2 separate regions of the Mus musculus genome follow, and region 2 is linked to region 1. A link is a contact called in public Hi-C data. All regions are on one chromosome and are shown on one strand. Each heading gives the region's core, a stretch centred on a gene start, on an enhancer-like site or on the middle of the called end of the contact. The rest is flanking DNA. Distances are from core to core; before and after follow the strand shown.

Region 1 (2,700 bases), core at 118-2,617:
TCCAGAGAATGGGAGAGGAAGAGCCCAAAGATTGTTTGATCTCCACGCAAGGATACATGTGCGCACACACATTAACACAAAATAAGTGTGCAGTTAAATTATTTTTTTTTTTAAAAAAAAACCTCGAATCCCCAAACTAATGGAACGGGCTTAGACTCCAAGCAAATAAACTTCACAGACTTCTACACCACACACTGCCGCCCGCCCAGTCCAAATCCTAGTAATACAATTACAAAAAAATAATAGGGCAGTGGTTATCTGATGTTCCAGATGAAGAAACTGAATGTGTAGTATTGGGAGGCTGGTCAGACCTGGAAGCACAACGCTTCCTGGGGACGGAGTAACACCAATCCTGGCTCCAGGCCCGGAGCTCACAAAGCCATCCGGTCCCCCTACCCTAGCGACAGATCAAAGCTGAGTCCCGACGTTCCTGTTCCGTACGCTGGAAGGCAGCCCGTTCCCGGCCCCGCCCAAGCCCCTCGCGCGGCCAGTGTGATACCTGGCGAAGAAATCCGCGAAGCCACCGCTCCGTCGAGCCCGAGCCGTGGTGCCCCCGGGACCCTGCTCTGCCGCTGGCAAGGGTGCGGACGGCCCCGCTGAGGGCAGGAGGTCGCCGGCGCTCTGACGGCGGCTCACCTCGAACGTGTTCCGAGAGCCGAAGCGGGCGTCGGGGAGGCCGAGGCTGGGCTCCGCGCTCTCGACGGCCCTCCCGGCAGGGGTGGCGGCTGCGGGGTCCGGGTCGTCCGTGTCCCCGGCCGCCAGGCAGCAGCTCCGCAGCGGGTCCTCGAGCGGCGCGGCCCAGTCGTCCAGGCCACCCGCACCGTCCACGCCCTCGTCCGCGGGCTCCAGCAGGCAGGGACGGCCGCAGGTTCGGCGGCGACGTGCCTCCTCTGGGCCGCGACGGTCCTGGCGCAGCAAAAAGCCCGAGTCTCCGTTGGTCATGCCTGAGCCGCGCGCCGCGGGGACTGCTGCCGCCGCCGCCTCCTCCGCCTCCGCCTCCGCCCCGCCGAGCCCGGGCTTCAGCGGGCCCGCGGCCGCCGCGAGGTACCGCTGCAGGAGCTGCCGCGGCGGCGGCGCCTCCTCCTCTCCAGCCTCCTCCGGCGGCTCCGCGGCGACAGCGCCTCCGCTAAAGCCGCTGGTGGCCGGGACGGTCTTCCCGTCCTGACCCATGGGCCCCGGGACTGGGAGCAGCTCGGCGTTCCTTCCCGAGCAGGCTCCGGCATCCTCGGGACCCATCATCTGAGGCGGCGGAGGAGGACTGCCCTGCGTGCAGGGTTCGCGGCCACGGCCGCCGCGACGTCCCCGGACCCACCCCTCCCACCCGGCGGCCGGGGCAGTTGCCGGAGGCCGGGCACGCGCTGGGATCGCGCACGCGCACCAGCGGGGCCGGGCCTGCCCGCGACCCGGCGCGTCCCCGAACCATAGAGACGGCAGCTAGAGCGACCCGGGAGGACAATCTGAGATCCTCCACCCGGGTGACAGTGCTTAGCCTAAGGGAGGGCAAGGCTCACTTCGCATAAACCATATCACTTGACGGCGATTTGTTTGTGAGAGGAAACTAAGGAAGTTAGTTTAAGTGCTCCTGTCTTGACAGTTTTTACCTTCTCTAACAGCAGTGAAGAACTCCTGGAACCGTTCAGGGCTTCGTTGTCCACATGACAGCCCCTTACCTATCTTTTCCACTTAGTCTTCCATGTTTACCAAAGTCTGATCTCCTAACACTTTTTAACACGTTGGTTGTTGGTTGTCGTGTCACCTGGGTACGGAAATGAAATGGAGCCAGGGCGAGAAGGACTGTTTGGCTCAGTGGTTAAGATTGCCGACTGCTCTTTCAAAGGTCCTGAGTTCAAATCCCAGCAACCACATGCTGGCTCACAACCATCTGTAACGAAATCTGATGCTCTCTTCTAGAGTGTCTGAAGACAGCTACAGTGTACTTACATATAATAAATAAATATTAAAAAAAATAACTGCAGCAACCTGTGGTAATGGATTAAGATATAATGACCGTTTAGTGGAAATAAAATGTATTTAATGTGTGAATCGCAAGACATAATAACTAGCCACAGGAGTGATAGGAGAGCAGCCAGGAATAACAAGGCTATGAGATTGCTGTGGTGTGAAGAAACAGGAAACTGGATTGGGGAAAGACATTGGAATTAACTAACATAGTGAGAGTTATAAACTTGGGTTAAAGTTCTGGTTTGGTCGAAGGGGCCATTTATGTAAGCCACAAAGGGGGTCGGGGGATATCAAGTGACTCTACCTCCATAGAAGAATGAGCATAGGGCAGAGACCCAATAGTGTTGGTATTTCAGAAGAGATGAAGTTGTTGTAAAAGGCCCAAATAGACATTGTTGTAGTAGGATAATGCAGTAACTAGAGACCATTCATTCTACAAATGCCTCTGAAAGCAAGTATAGAAATAGAATGGAATACTTAGCAAAACAAAGCAGTAAAAGCGTTTATTATCAAGATCTTTTGAAAGGTGGAAGATAGCTCAGTTGGTCACGTTGTCATGCAAGCATGAGGACCTTTCCTGTATCGCAGCACTCACATAAAAAGCCACTTTGTAGAATGCCCTTGTACAGCTAACATTGGAGAGGCAGTCCCTGGGATGCTCTGGTAACCGGCCTGGCTAAGGCAGCTGGCCTTAGATCTTATTAAGAGGTCATGTCTCAGACAATAAGATGGGCAGTC
Region 2 (2,700 bases), core at 112-2,611, 5.7 Mb before region 1:
TTGCAGAGAATGGAATGCCTTCTGCCCTCTACAGGCATTAAATACACATGGTGTGCAAGGCAAACAGGTAAACACTTTAATCTCAGCACTCAAGGCAGAGGCAAGAGGATCTTATCGAGTTTGAGGCAAGCCTAGTCTATATGGCAAGTTCCAGCCAGTCCAGTTAAGAGCTCCAGAGTGAGTCCCTGCCCCGCCCCCCCCAAAACAATAGCAACTAAATACAAACACCTGCACACATAAAACACAATCTTTTTTTTTTTTTCAAGAAATCAAAAGATCTTAAGTAAAAATCTTCCATTTTGAGCTTGAAATTTTCGAACCCTGGGACAGCCCTCCCAAACAGAACCGCACAATGATTTAACTGGACATATGCTATCAGGCTAGTATAAGTTCCACATAGGCACGGTCAAAGCCTTTCTTTCGTCTGACTGACCCTGCAAAACAACTGTCACTCTAACTACCAAAGACAGGAAATTGGACTCACAGTTCAAGGCTAATGCTGCCCTCATCCACTAAGCTAAAAAGAACCATCAAGAACTCAAAGCGCAGAGCAGAATATTCACTCGTGGAACCCAGAGGCTTGGAGGTGCCAATCTCTTCTTACCCAACTCCACCACACCTTCAAACAAGTACAGGAAAGCGGATGCCCTGGTTCTACTGACGGGGCAACTTACCGCTCTTCTCCCCCGCGCTGCTGTATAGCTTGTAGTTTCTCAACGAACTCATGAAATTTAATTTCCTCCCTGTTGGACCTTGGCTTAAAGTTCTGGAAATTGCCCATCTTCTTCTCATCATAGTATAAGAACTTATGGGTGCTGGCACTGTACACAGAGAAATCTCCGTTGCCAATATTCTCTTGCAGGTATTCGAGGTCCCACTTCAGTGCAGGATACACAAGGTTTGTGTCGGTCAGCACCACTGGCTCCTAAGCAAAAACATCAAAAAAAAAAATCAATGAAGTAATTCCAAGGCGCTAATATGTTCTTCTCGACGATATCTGTACTTGTCAAATTCACAACAGTGTCTCCTGTCACTCTCTCCTGACGTAGCATCTCCCTTTCCCGCCTCTCAAGCCTCTGTCCACAATCTGATCAGTGTGCCACCTCTCCGCTAACCGGGTCCCTTCCTCCACCCCCTTCAGCAGCAGCCCCGCCCCCCACCTCATTTTCGATGAGCTCTTCCGCCCGAGGGTCACTCTGGCTCAGACGTGGGATGGGCCTGGTCGGAAAGCTGTAACTTCGTAGCTGGGACTCATCCCAGGCGGGACCCGGAGCTTCGGCTTCTTCCCGGGCCTCTCCAGAGCCAGAGGCCGCAACCTCGGCTGCCGTCGCCGCCATCTCTACTCTAGGGACGGCCCCGCCGGAAGTGAAAGCTCCGCCCTTTCCGGAAGCAACAACAACGAACACCATAGAGATGGACTGCAAGAGAAACCGATCGAGACCTTTTAAGTAGGTGGGCGCCTAGGTTGAAGGAGCGCTCCCTAGCGGTGACCTGCAGGACTACAGTCTAGGCTCCATAAGGCCGACTCGCTTAGTTCCTTAGAAAAGGGACAAACAAGCCCACGAAATATTGCTGCCTCCCTATGTTCAAGCCTACAGAGGCAAAGACGGAGGCAAGTGTAATTAAGCTTTAAGCTTTACTCTCTCGGGTGGGGAGAGAAGCCAACGCTTAGATCCACTTAAGAAATCACTAGAAAAATCAGTTAGCACATAGACCTTGGGTAAAGCTGTCCTGAAGGCTTAGACAGATGATTAAGGACAAACTGAATTCATTCAGAATCTAGAGAAGATCAAGGGCTTATAGTTCCAATTACTCCAGACGCTGAAGCAGGAAGACCACTTGAATCCAAGAGTTCAGAGCCAGTCTGAATAACACAGCAAACCACCATCCCTTTAAAAAAAAAAAAAAGTAATATAAAATCCATTTTTGTTCAGTATTATTTGATTTTTCTGCATATAGCACTATCTCACCTACTTAAATCTAATCTTGCAATGAGACCAATGTTATGCAACCACAGATATTCACATTTTCCAACAATACATACTGGTTATAAGAGAAGGTATTAATTGTTTTGTTTGCTTACTAGACTATTCTTTTTTTTTAAAAGATTTATTTAATATTATACATAAGTACACTGTAGCTGACTTCAGATGCACCAGAAGACAGCGTCAGATCTCACTATGGGTGGTTGCTGGGATTTGAACTCAGGAACTTTGGAAGAGCAGTCAGTGCTCTTACCCGCTGAGCAGTCTCGCCAGCCCTTACTGGACCATTCTAATGAATACCTACAGGAGGCCAAGATTGTCATCCCATGGTGTACATATCCTATTTAAGTCTCTCCCCTTAAAATGACAGTAGGAACTGCATCTATGACAGGGTGGTGTCCCTGTAGTTAGGTAACATTATATGGCAAATATGTAGTCAAAGTCCCTAACCAGTCAAATTTGAGGTCATCAAAATGGAGACTTATCTTGAGTAGGGCAGACATTATCTCTCTAGCCCTTTAAATCTGGAAACATTAGTTAGAGACAAAAGGCTTGGGGATTTGAATCCATAATACATGCTCTCTGGTTTGCCTTGAATATATATGTATATTCATATACACACACACATATATATGCATATATTTCAGAAAATGACAAGTGAATTCTTTACAAGCTGAGAAAGACTATTGGCTAATAGCCAACAAAAATATGGGAA

What was found. A called contact is a pair of places that touch in the nucleus more often than the background predicts.
Region 2: a contact with region 1 is called in a Hi-C map of regulatory T cells, with 12 times the contacts expected there. The contact joins the promoter of Hif1an here to the promoter of Tbc1d12 in region 1. A contact is called at or near these places in 6 of 484 Hi-C or Micro-C datasets (CD4 T cells, CD8 T cells, regulatory T cells and 2 more) and 1 of 9 other capture datasets (liver).

Annotation. Positions count from the first base shown.
Region 1 is chr19:38,835,246-38,837,945 of GRCm38.p6, reverse strand. It overlaps Tbc1d12 (TBC1D12: TBC1 domain family, member 12), which reads right to left and starts at 1,367. Exons shown (of 13, transcript NM_145952.4): 1 at 500-1,367. The coding sequence starts at 1,239.
Region 2 is chr19:44,561,515-44,564,214 of GRCm38.p6, reverse strand. It overlaps Hif1an (hypoxia-inducible factor 1, alpha subunit inhibitor), which reads right to left and starts at 1,361. Exons shown (of 8, transcript NM_176958.3): 1 at 1,161-1,361; 2 at 675-925. The coding sequence starts at 1,337.